Regions from separate parts of the Sus scrofa genome. Here region 2 is linked to region 1. A link is a contact called in public HiChIP or PLAC-seq data. All regions are on one chromosome and are shown on one strand. The core of a region is the stretch at or near the end of the contact, and the rest is flanking DNA. Distances in the headings are between cores, read along the strand shown. Region 1 overlaps SIK3 (serine/threonine-protein kinase SIK3). Region 2 overlaps SIK3 (serine/threonine-protein kinase SIK3).

Region 1 (6,723 bases), core at 1,719-4,218:
AGATGAGGTGAAGACAGAGGTAAAACAGGAGTATCTATTGCCCTGCTACTATATGATAGGCCTATTAACTCTACATACTTTGTTTAATTGAGTTCTCATAGTGGTAACCCCTACAAAACTGTCAGCCATTTATCGATAAGGAAACTAAAGCCCAGAAAGACTTATTATTATCACCACACAACACTAGGAGCTTTGTGCAGAGCCCAGAGAAAACTCAGGCAAACTCAGGCAGGACCTGATGCCAAAGCCTGAACACTCTGTTCCTAGAGAATCCTGCCCCTGGAGGTGTCAATTCTGCAAAGGAGAGCTACAAAAGATTGTTTAGATGGGCCATTTATACTCTGTCACTCAATTCATGGGAGAACTTAGCATGTCTAATTTCCCGTGAACCCGGTCATAACTGTGTGCCGGCAACCCCCTTACCTGTGGACATAAAAAATGGGATGCGGAACTTTCCACTCAACACCCGGGCCCGAAGATTCTGCAGTGTGCTCCCATCAAATGGCAGGGCTCCACACACCAGCACATAGAGGACAACGCCAAGGCTCTGCATCCCAAACAGAAAGCATATACCATTAATCGTATCAGAGGAAATAAAAGAGGCTATTATGGCATGTGTACAAAGATGACGGTGAATCATGCACGAGATAATGGAACAAACATTTTCTTCTTTTTTTATGAGAAATAATATGGGGCATTGTCAAAGCCCATCTTTAGAATAGTTAGCATTCTTCTTTGCTTCTGGACATTAATTTTGGGTAATGTATCTAGAATTCCTCTCAGTACTCATCCTAGGCAGAAGGCAAGCAGCAACAACAGAAAGAATCTCTGTTCTTGGCCAGGGCAGGCACCCATCCAAGCTTGCCCTTGGGTGTTGGTTTTCTTTTTTCTTCAGATTCAAAGGGGGAGAGGTTGAAATCTGTGGTTCAGTCCATTAAGACAAAGGTTGGAGAACTCTAGACTTGTGTAAAGAATGGTAATCAAGATCTCAATTCTCATGCAACACTACGTGTTGTCCTGAATGAGGACAGCTGTCATCAATCAAGGGTAACACATGCTACAGGGTATAAGAGAAGGCAGGTACACACCCAGATGTCCACTTTGGGCCCATCATATTCCTTTCCTTCAAAGAGTTCGGGTGCAGCATAGGGAGGGCTACCACACCAGGTCTTCAGCAGCTGCCCAGGAGTGAAGAGGTTACTGAAGCCAAAATCTAGAAAGACAAATGGATGTAACTTGTTACCTTTGCCCACTGAATACTGGGTTTTTTTGTTTGTTTGTTTGCTTTTTGGAGCTGAACCTGCAGCATATGGAAGTTCCCAGGTTAGGGGTTGAATTGGAGCTGCAGCTGCTGGCCTACATCACAGCCATGGCAACACGGGATCTGAGCCACATCTGTGACCTCTACCACAGCTCACAGCAACACCTGATCCTTAACCCACTGAGCAAGGCCAGGGATCGAACCCACACCCTCATAGGGATACTAGTTGGGTTCATTTCCACTGAGCCACAACAGGAACTCTTGAATCCTAGTCTCTAACCACTAGAACAGAAGTTCTAGATCATTAGGTTTGAATATAAAACATAAAAAGAGAACCTTTAGAAATTATATAACCAGCCACCTAAAATAACAGTGAAATAGAGATAAAGATGGGCTAGAACGCAAAAGATACATGCATGGTTAACTAAAAGTAAACATAATTGGTTTATGTCAGCAAAACCAGCACTGTTTCCCTTCATGAACCTGGACTGAGTGAGGTGAGTGGTATTTGTTCCTTTAGTAACAAAAATAAAATTGAGTAATGACTGATATCAAGACCACAGCAGATCAGTAAACACATATTAAGTCTACTCCACTGGACCCAGGATTTTCAGAGACTAGAGATATACCGACTTATGACTTCTTATGACTAGAGATATACTGACCTTAAATATTACACAAAGTGGCCTTATTATTAAGGAGGTTTATTCAAAATAAGGAACATGCACTTTATTTACAACTGAACCAAGAACGTTTACATTTTATCTTTAACTCCTTTTGTGCTTCAACTTCCCCCCTTCACTTCTCCCCATGCCACTATCTGAAAAGAAAAGAGATGGGAGATGGAAGCGGGTGTGTTTTGGGGAGGCATACTGAGAAAACAAGCAAGAGCAGCCAAAGGACAGGGGCTCACTGACTTATACTTTTATGCACATAAATATTTATATTTATGCACAGGTATGACAGGCTGGAACTCCCTCCGGGCCCGGGCCCATCTGTGCCCACACTCCCAGCACCTGAGGACGCCACCTCTCTACTCTCGGAAACTACCCTCCCTTTCCTAGTTTTACTCTCTTTGACACTTCTGCCTCCTTTGGCCTTTGCTTTTCTTCCTACCTTCTCCAGAAGGTGTTTTCTAGTGAGGCTTGTGCTGATTTTGACTATTGCTCCTTGCCCTGGTTTGTTTGGTTATCACTCACCAAATTTATGCCTCTGGCCCTGGCACCATTCTTAAGTTCCTGACGTGAACTTCCAATACCTACCTGGGAAGAAACATCTTAAACTCGCCATTTTCCAAAATCAAATCTGCTCTTTCAGCGATGTTCCCAGGCTCATTAACGGCATCACTATCCCATCACTAGGCTCACTAGAGTCCTGGCTCCCCTCTACCTCTCATTTCCACTTCAAACTGGCGATACAACTTCTGCTGCTTCTACCCTGTGTGTCTGGACCCCAGCTCCTCCTTTCCATTTCCATTCCCACCATCTCAGTTCATACTCTTTTTATCTCTGACCCAGAGTGTTGCTCTTGGCTTGCTACCTCCTCCTCCTTCATTTCCCTCTAAGTCATTCACACAGCACAGTGACACAAACAGCACTGCGCCGCCTCCTTGCTCAAAGACATTGGGTGGCTCCCCTCTACTTACAAAAGAGTCTAGCTCTCTCATAATTGTCATTTAAGGTCCTTCACAACCCAGCTCCACCCTCTTTCCAACCCATCCCTGGCTATTCCAGCATCACCAGACGATTCACATCCTGTGTTTATGTGCCTCTCTTATGCTATTTCCTCTTTGCCCTTTCCTTTCCTTTCCATATTTGAAATATCACTCATTTTCAAGGCCCCGTCAAATATTACTTCCTGTATGAAGCCTTAACTGACTTCCACCACAAAATACCATGTCAGTGGCTTCTTCCTCTATGCTTCCATTGCCCCCTGTTTGTACCTCTACAGCCCAATTACAACTCTGTCTCATATTATACTGAGTTGTATTATGTGTTTATATCCTAAACTAGTTGGTAAATGGGAAGGATATTGTTTTATTTCTTAGTCTCCACACAGTGTGTTCATACATAGCAGGGACTCAAGAAAGGGTCACAAAGTTAAACTGCAATAAAAATGCAATAAAATCACTGGGCCAAACCTCTTGTCACCTCCTGGCCACTGAAGCATTTTCATACTGACTGGCAGCTGGCCAGCTACTAGAGCCACTACCTCCCAGCCAGCCCTCCTAAGGTTTTAAAACACTTAATGATCAGGAGGGGGTTAAAGGTCAGGGCCACCATTAGAATCATTACAGCTACTTCAATGAGAAATCAAACACTCATTTATCAATGCAAAATAAATGCCTCTTCTGTCAAGTCGTCCCGGATCTCCTATGAGAAATGTCCTCTACCTTCTCTGCACTTCCTTATTTGAATTCTTCCTTTATTTTGGTTATTTTTGTATATAAACATCCTACTCTTCTAACTCCTTAAGAACATCCTGTCTCTCCGGGTAGAGATCTACCTCCTCTTGGTCCAGCTCTTTAAAAAAACCTTTTTCATCTCTGACTCTCACATTACCCAGCATATTGTTTAAACACAGTAGGTACTTAGCAAATGTGGACTATGAATGCAACTGCAATTAAAGCCCTGCCAATGAACCTACAGCTTTTGAAACCCAATAAATTTATACACTGAAGTCTACATGCACACTAAAACATGTTTTTCTTAAGAGATTGGAGACAGGTTGCCAAAAATGTCAATGAATGAGATTTAACAGAACATATATCTTTGGGAAAACATCTTTTCATTGATTAGCAAAGACCTCCCCCAAGTCCTTTTCCAGGACTGCCCTTCCTCTGCACATTGAGGAAGAGACTTGCTGGTAGAGTTTGTAATAACTCTGACATTAGTATGATTGGATAGCAAAGTGAAGAGTGAGTTATTCTGGGGTATTCTGATTTGGTGGGGTTTTTTTGTTTGCTTGTTTGTTTGTTTTGTCTTTCTAAGGCCGTACCAGAGGCATATGGAGGTTCCCAGACTAGGAGCTGAATTGGAGCTGGAGCTGCCAACCTACACCACAGCTCACGGCAACGCCAGACCCTTAACCCACTGAGCAAGGCCAGGGATCGAACCCACTTCCTCATGGTGACCAGTCGGGTTCGTTAACCACTGAGCCATGACGGGAACTCCCTCTGTTTTGTTTTTGAATGGAGAATGCAACAGGGCAAGCAATGAATTAAAACCACTTGGTTTTAAAGCTTCCTAATGAACAGCCTAAAGTATATAAGAAATTTCTCATTTTGAACTATAAATGCTCTATCCATAATTAGTAACCTTTCTACCCTTTACTCTGCCAGGGAGGAGAAGGCAGACTTAATTGAACAAGCTTGTTTATTTTATCTCCCAAGCAGGAAATCTTTACAAGGGAAACAATTTCAAAGGGAACCATCTTCAACGATGGCTACAGGCCTGGATTGCTATTAGGTGTTTATATGAGAAATGAGTGTGCAGAAATGAGTGACGAGATCAGGTCCTGACGTCTAGAGAGGGCCACATGGGGGAAGCACCTGCTCCCACAGCATGTTACAGCCAAACAGCTGGCTTCAATGGCCAGACTCCTTTACTGGTTTCAGGAAGTAGTAAGGGAATACTGCTGGGAAGTGGAGGCATGACAGGGTAGGTGGGAAACAGATAAGAAAGACACGGATAAGATTTACTAAGATTTTTGTTGGTTTTACTTATTTACACATATAGACAATTTTAAAAACTGCAAGATGACTCAACTTGGAAGAGAACATTCTCATGAAAAATTTAAAGAGGTGGTTAAGAAAAAATGAAGGATTCTTGTTGGCTTAGGCAGAAATGTCAAAGAAGCACGGAAAAAAAAAACAACTTTTAGACTTACATCTGACTTTGAACCTAGAAAAATGTATTTCCGTTTTAATGGAATAGACCTATTCATTTAATTTTGGGTTAGTAGCTGTTCTTAATCACACTGTCCTTCAGTCTTTACTAAAGCTTCTTATTTTAATGTCTCTGTCTCTAAATAAGTTTCTCCATTTCCAGCACTCATGTATTTAACATATGTTAAATAGTTCACATCATTAAAAGTATTAGTGTTATACTAATAAAATAACCGTTTCTTAATAGCTCATATTAAGAGACAAAGACAGCATACATTATGTTATTGTTGGAATATGTACACCCAAAATTCACATATTGACATCCTGGTCTCCAATAGGATGGTATTAGGAGGTGGGACCTTTGGGAGTCAAATGGGTCATTAGGTAGAGCTCTCATAAACAGGATTAGTGCCTGTAAATGAGGGGGACAGAGAGAGCTCTAGTCCCTGGCACCATGTGAGGACACACTGAGCAGGCACTAACTAGGAACCAGGAAAAGGGCCAAGAGCAGAAGGCCACCAGGAATGGAGCCCTGAGCTTGGACCTTCCAGGCTCCAGAAACATGAGCAATGAGTTTCTGTTGCTCATAAGCCACCCAGTCTGTGGTATTTTATTCCTGCAGCCCAAATGAACGAAGATCCATTCCTATAAATAATTTAAAAATTCATTTTGGAGTTCCCGTTGTGGCGCAGTGGTTAATGAATCTGACTAGGAACCATGAGGTTGCGGGTTCCATCCCTGCCCTTGCTCAGTGGGTTGGTGATCCGGCGTTGCCAAGAGCTGTGGTGTAGGTTGCAGACACGGCTCGGATCCCATGTTGCTGTGGCTCTGGTATAGGCTGGCAGCTACAGCTCCGATTAGACCCCTAGACTGGCAACCTCCATATGCCGCAGGAGCAGCCCTAGGAAAGGCAAAAAAGACACACACAAAAAAAAGTTCATTTTTGTCTATAATGTAGTTGTCTTCCCTAATTGAAAAAGAGCTGCTGGGAGTTCCTGTCGTGGTTCAGAGGTAATGAAACTGACTAGTATCCATGAGGATGAGGGTTGAACCCCCGGCCTTGCTCAGTGGGTTAAGGATCCAGTGTTGCCATGAGCTGTGGTGTAAGTGGCAGATGCAGCTCAGATTCAGAGTTGCTGTGGCTGTGGTGCAGGCTGGCAGCTGTAGCTCTGATTCTACCCCCAGCCTGGAACCTTTTATATGCCATGGGTACAGCCCTAAAAAGAAAAAAGAAAAGAAAAAGAGCTACTAACGAAGAACAAGACTAAAGAGACTTTGAGTCTTTTCCCTCAATATGTCCAACTTAAGGTAAACAGGCTTGATAAACGGGCAAATCAAAAAACATGATGGCCAGAAGAAAAGGGAGGGAAAAAATTCCAAAAAATGGGATAGTAAAAACCAAACCCAAACAAAAAAACGAAACCTTGGATAATAGAGACTTAACCCAATTTTGGCAAATATGTCTGATAACCCTCCCCACTAACTTTACTTTTTTTTTTTGCTTTCTTTTTAGGGCTGTATCCAAGGCACATGGAGGTTCCCAGGCTAGGGGTCCAATCGGAGCTGTAGCTGCTGG
Region 2 (6,723 bases), core at 1,914-4,413, 140 kb after region 1:
CTCTAATGGAACTGTTCCAGAGAGTTTCACATTAGTTCCATAAAGAACCTAAGAGGCCCAGTCACTGACAAGAGTGAACAGTAGCTGCTCTATTGGTTTCCGTCTCTAACCTATAAAGAGCAAAGCCTGGAGCTGTCTGTAATCCATAATCCATTTTAATATTCTGTTAGAATATTACAAAAATGTGGCTTTCACCAAAGGCAATGGCATGAAGGTGAAATTGGGATTCTCAGTTACTAATCCTGTGTAAAATTTGTTTTAATTCTCAACAAAGTAGGGGAAATTCTCCCTTTTTCTCCCCTAAATAAAAAAAGCAGTGGTTAGACCCACAACACTTATGACAGGCTATACAACAGACTGTCTTAATAATCCTTCAGATAAATAACAAGCAGTAGGCTATTCTTCTCTATAACACTGAAGCAAGTAATCGGTTGGCTCCATTATTTTGGCACCTATTTCTTAAAGTTTGCTATAGATACTGGTTCCAAAACTAAGGCACCGTGTAAAAACCTATGTATCAAACTGATGGATTCTAATTTCAGAGATAATCATCCAATTTAAAACTCTTGGGAGTTCCTGTCATGGCGCAGCAGAAACGAACCCAACTAGGAACCATGAGGTTGTGGGTTCGATCCCTGGCCTCATTCAGTGGGTTAAGGAGCGTGAGCTGTGGTGCAGGTCACAGACACGGCTCGGATCTGGTGTTGCTGTGGCTGTGGCTGTGGTGTAGACCAGCAGCTGTAGCTCCAATTAGATCCCTAGCCTGGGAACCTCCATGTGCCACAGGTGCAGCCCTAAAAAAACAAAACAAAACAAAACACTTCTTTTATACAAGGTTCAAGTGTGTTAGGTGATTTGGCCAAGGTCACATGGCCTAGAGTAGAGTCAGGACAAGGACTGGAGTCTCCTGACTCTAGTCTCATGTTCTTTATGACCACGGAAACTAGACAATTGAGAGACAGCCCTACTATTCATCAGTGCTAAGTGCAGTGGGCACTTTTCCTATCCATCTGTCTTCTAAAAGATACAATCTCTCTCTGTTCTGCACAATAGCCTATGTGGAAACAGAGCACGTATGAGCTAAATCACTATCCAAGGGTCATTTTAACAAGCATTATGCAACACTGAGGCACAATGCCCATATTAAATAAGCAGCAAAACACAACCAAATAAAGGTTTTATTTAAGCCAAATGATAGGTATATGTCCCCAATTCATCCTTCAACAAAAAGGCTTCTTGAGGGCAGAAATTATTTCTTCTTAATCTCTGTATCTTTTGGAGCATTATCTTCAAAAAATTTTGCTCATATATCCCTTAAAATAAAATTGAGGGGAGGGGAAGAAAGGTCTTTCCTTGAATGTTTTTAAGTTGATACTGAAAATTTTTTATCAAAAGTTTAAATCATAGCAAAGACTGTATTTCTCTTTATGGATCAACATAAGCCAATTTAAAACTGACATCTTAAAAAAAAAATACACCACTAATTTAATACATATAATGAAATCTAAACACCTGAGCAATTTGATACCCACCATCCTCCATTTTAAAACTGTAAGAGAAAAATTTTTTTAATTAAAAAAATAAAACTATAAGAGAATCTTAATTTCCTTAATGAAACATTATATTATTTCTTTTTCTCCTTGGAATTATATTTCTATTCTTCTTCGTCCACAATATTTTAATTTCTTTGACCATATTTTGCTGTGACAAAAATATGAGTACTATTTTTTATTTATTTAAATTATTTATTTTGGATTGAGATCCTGTTACTGTTATTAGTAGCTATAACTGGTGAACAATGCAAATATATTAAAAATTGTAATAAGTAACCATAAAAAGTAATTTCCTTTTTTTGGAGATATAGATCTTAATAAGATATATGAAGAAAAGCATATACCTTGATAAAGGGAAGTTTCACACTGGATACCAGCATCTCAACTATCCCTTTGTCGGAACCCTGGACGACTTTTTTTTTAGGGCCGCGCTGTGGCAATATAGAAGTTCCCAGGCTAGGGATTCGATTGGAGCTGGAGCTGCAACTGCTGGCCTACACCACGGCCACAGCAACTTGGGATCTGAGTGGCATCTGCGACCTACACCACAGCTCAAGGCAACACCAGATCCTTAACCCACTGAGCGGGGCCAGGGATCAAATCCAAGTCCAGTCATAAATACTAGTTGGGTTCATTACCACTGAGCCACAATGGGAACTCCCCTGAAGGATCTTATACCTCAGAAGAATGTACAACTATGAGATTCAAGATGAGTGAAAGGTATGGCCTTTTCTTTTGTCAACCGTAAACAGTCAGAACTAAAGGGAGAGTAGGAAAATAGAGTCAGGATTACGCCAGTGTTATCTTCAGAAGAATCAATTTCAAGAAACAGTATAAATGGAGGTTGAGAACTCTCAAAACAATTGAGCCTAGATACCTTCAGACATTTGAAAATCACTGCTCTAAAGCACCCAGCTGGGTTCGTTTATTAGAATTCAATAAAATGACAACCATGCCAGATAGGAAACCATTCTATGTATGTTACATGCCATTAGGTAAGTCTTCCCCTATTTCTTGTACACTTACTTAAATAAGACTAGTCTTATTCAGATATGGCAATATGATTTATTTTTAAAATGTACATATAGCTCAGTCTGCCAAAGAATAATTGATCAAGAGAGCTACCATCTTCGTATACTTCTATACGTATTGTGACTTTTACACCACAAACACAGAGATTATCATTGAGAAAAACTAGGTTTATCATGCAAATATGAAAGAAATAATTATGTCATTGATGAAAATTTTTGACATTTTTATGAAAACCAAATTGACTTACTTTCTTAAATTAATAAAAATACTTTTTAATTCTACAGATATAAATCCTATTTAAACTTTTCTTATATTTCATTATAAGACAGATTTCTCAAGATCTATGAGGCAAGCATCCAAGACAGAATGACAAGAACTTTAGCCTACTGAACTTAACAGGTCAGAACCTTCTTTGTTTAAAATACTTCTTGATTTCTCTCTGTTAATAAATTTGTCTGGAATCTAAGAGGTGGTAATTCCATCCTTATCTGATCTGCTTTTACATCTTCTCTGCCCACTAGGGTTACAGGGCACTGAGTAGCTACCAGGCTTAAGTGTGACAAAGTCACTTCCTTCTCCCACTAATCTTTTGCCTCACTTGGAGCTCAAAATATAAGTAACCTGGGAGTTCCCGTCACGGCTCAGTGGTTAGCAAATCTGACTAGGAACCATGAGGTTGCGGGTTTGATCCCTGGCCTTGCTCAGTGGGTTAAGGATCCCGAGTTGCCGTGAGCTGTGGTGTAGGTCGCAGATGTGGCTCGGATCCCGAGTTGCTATGGCTCTGGTGTAGGCCGGCGGCTACGGCTCCGATTCGACCCCTAGCCTGGGAACCTCCACATGCTGCAAGTGTGGCCCAAGAAATGGCAAAAAGACAAAAAAAAAAAAAAAATATATATATATATATATATATATATATATATAAAAGTAACCTTTATTTTTAATTTATTTATTTATTTATTTTTGTCGTTTTGTCTTTTGTTGTTGTTGCTATTTCTTGGGCCGCTCCCGCGGCATATGGAGGTTCCCAGGCTAGGGGTTGAATCGGAGCTGTAGCCACCGGCCTACGCCAGAGCCACAGCAACTCAGGATCCAAGCCGCGTCTGCAACCTACACCACAGCTCTCGGCAATGCCGGATCGTTAACCCACTGAGCAAGGGCAGGGATCGAACCCGCAACCTCATGGTTCCTAGTCGGATTCATTAACCACTGCGCCACGACAGGAACTCCATAAGTAACCCTTATGCATGTTCCATCACATCAGGCAAAACAGGTACAGCCCCAAACCACAACTCAATTTAATAAGAAGTTAGGAATACATTCTTTTGAGATACAGGTCACATATTACAAAATTCATCCTTTTAAAATATATGATCCAATGGTTTTTAGTATATTCAGAAAATTGTGCAGCTATCATCACTGTCTACTTTCAGAGTATTTTCATCACCCCCCAAAGAAGTTCTATATCTATTAGCAGACACTCTCCATTCCCTCCTCTCTCATCCCCCTGTATCTCCTGGCAATCACTAAACTACCTTCTGTCTCTATAGATTTGCCTATTCTGGACATTTCATATAAGTAGAATCACATAATTCATGGCCTTTTGTGCCTGGCTTCTTTCACTTAGCAAAATGTTTTCGAGCTTCATCCACGTTGTTGTGTTATCAGTACTTCATTACTTTTTATTGGCTGAAATATATTCCATAATATGGAAATACCCCATTTTATCTGTCCACTAATCAGGTGATGGGCATTCGGGTTCTTTCTACTTTTTGCTATTATGAACAATGCTGCTATGAACATTTGTGTACATGTTTTCATGTGAACATATGTTTCAGATTTCTCCAGTATATTCACAGGAGTAGAATTGCTTGGTCATATGGTAACTCTATGTTTAACTATTTAAGAAACTGCCAAATTGTTTTCCAAAGTAGCTATACCTTTTTGTATTCCCACCAGCAATGAATGAGGGTTCCAACTTAGAAAATAAATTTTCTTTTCCAAAATCTCTTTCTTTACAAGCTTTCTGTCTTCTTTAAAAAATGAGCATGAGGAAAATAAACTCTTTTTTCACAATCCATTGTGGGTTTTAACAACTAGCTGATTTTATGAAAACATATTCTCTGTGAAGAATATAAGAATTAAAAGAGAATTTAAATGGTATGGCTATAAAATATTGACCAACACTTTAGAATATTCACATCTAAATGAGTACCATGCCTCATTTAATTACTTAAGGAGATTATAAACCCATTCTATCTTCGGAAACTCCTTTTTTGAAATTACTTTCAAAGCCAGTTCATAAAGGTAGGTAAAATCAGTCTTATGATACCATATAGCCATAACTTTTTCCTGTTAAAAAAACATACTATCCATGTTTGTTTTACAGACATGAGTCCAAATGACTCCTGGCCACTTCCACAAATCCAACATAGCCCTTAAACGGGGGCGGGGGGAGGGAAGGAGGAAGAAAAGAGAAAGAAGAGAAGAAAAGAAAAAAGTTTTTTTCCCTACCACTAAAATATTCTTCAAAATGGAGTTTTAAAAATGGATCTTGTATTATACTACAATTATATAAGATACCATCATTAGGGGAAGCTGGGGAAAAGGCACACGGTACTCTAGGTACTATTCTGCATTTTCTTGTGAGTCTGTAATTATTTTAAAATAAAAAGGTTTTAAAATACAGATATTAAAAGGGGGCAGAATTTCAAAAGAAAAATGGGAAAAGAATGGAAAATACTCCCAGTGGGTAAAAAAGGAAAATATAATTCACATTACGAATCACAACGAGCCCAGCTAAGCCACAAAGTTCATTCGTGGGTACAGTGGAATGAATGTAAGGCAGAAAAGGTAACAGAAGTCAGACTGCAGAACATCCCGAATGTCAGCGTAAAGACTTTGGAACTTACTTTGTATAGAATGGGGTAAACTTGGAGGATATTTTTTTAACGGATGAGAAAAATCAAAACAGGACTTCTGAAGGATTAATAAGGCAGTAATATAAAGGACAGACTAGAGGGAAGGCAGAAAGACCAGTTACTATTGCAATAGCCCAGGCATGGTGAAGTGTCAAGGGCTGGCCATGGAACTGGACCATATGGGACTTAATGACTTAATACTCTGGAATTGTCTATAAGGAGCCCAAATTTAGCATTCACTGTAAGCTCTATATCATGTTTACAATAAAGAAATCTCTTTTCTGAATCACTGAAAGGGAAAGTTAACTTTTCAATCTTCAGCAGGCTTAATAAGAATAAAGTTGAAAAAGCAGAAACAGCTCTGCTCATACCCAACAAAACAAAACAGACTGCATAGAAAGAAGATGGTCTTTCTATAGTCTAGAAGATAGTCTTCTAGTCTTGGACTGTGAGCAAAAAACATTAGAGGTTCTCTTGCACTTTGGGAGAAACTTCCTGCAAAGACCACAGGCTATTAGCTGTATCTGCCTGCTACAGGTAGAAAGATTCATTGGAATATCAAATTTCTAGTCAAACAGCTCACCAAGGTTCTGAACAAACAGTTCTGTACCTCCAATGCCATACTTTCAGAAAGCAATCATTTCCAGAAGATTTAAGATACTCACTGCTGAAATGCAGGAGGATCCAGCGCTTTACTGTGGGCCAAACAGAACAACTGACTGTTTATTGAGGGGCCACTATGTACTAGACACCAGTGACAAAGAGATGACTAAAAGAGAAGCCTTGCTTTCAAAGAAGCCAGTCTAGTGGGAAAAATACACACAAAAAGTAACTAATAAAGGGGTAAATGCTATTGTAGAGGTCTGTAAGAGAATAATAATAATCACAGCTAATGTTTATGAGGTACTTAGCACATACAGGCTCTATTCAAAGCATTTTCCCTGTATTAATTCACTTACTCCTCACAATAAGAGTAAATATTATTTCCTCTTTATAGATTGGAGGCACAGATAGGTTAAACAGTTTTATCCCAGCTCTACAGCTACATTATTAAGCAAGGCAGACTGACTCAGGGATTTTAACTACCTACTATATGGCCTCTTAAAAGGACCAATTAATGTTGCATGGAAAGGCAGTTAAGACTAAAGAAAGGAAAAAGAGTAGATAAACACAGTTGTCAACATGTCCACCCACCACTGTCGAGGAGTTTAGGGTGGAGC

What was found. HiChIP or PLAC-seq counts read pairs in DNA pulled down with a chosen protein or histone mark.
Region 2: a contact with region 1 is called in an H3K27ac HiChIP or PLAC-seq map of alveolar macrophages. The contact joins two enhancer-like sites. A contact is called at or near these places in 2 of 2 datasets of contacts at active chromatin or transcription factors (alveolar macrophages and skeletal muscle).

The regions. Positions count from the first base shown.
Region 1 is chr9:44,277,848-44,284,570 of Sscrofa11.1, forward strand. SIK3 (serine/threonine-protein kinase SIK3) reads right to left here. Exons shown (of 25, transcript XM_021062877.1): 6 at 1,089-1,213; 7 at 424-547. Among named protein-coding and RNA genes, the nearest start is that of APOA1, 63 kb to the left of the region's middle. Within about 2 kb of position 2,969, at least 11 of the 83 cell types and tissues checked have an H3K27ac peak or open chromatin away from gene starts, as enhancers often do. A contact at or near this core is called in alveolar macrophages, where this site is marked.
Region 2 is chr9:44,418,133-44,424,855 of Sscrofa11.1, forward strand. All of the region lies in intron 1 of SIK3 (serine/threonine-protein kinase SIK3), which reads right to left. Among named protein-coding and RNA genes, the nearest start is that of SIK3, 50 kb to the right of the region's middle. Within about 2 kb of position 3,164, at least 1 of the 83 cell types and tissues checked has an H3K27ac peak or open chromatin away from gene starts, as enhancers often do. A contact at or near this core is called in alveolar macrophages, where this site is marked.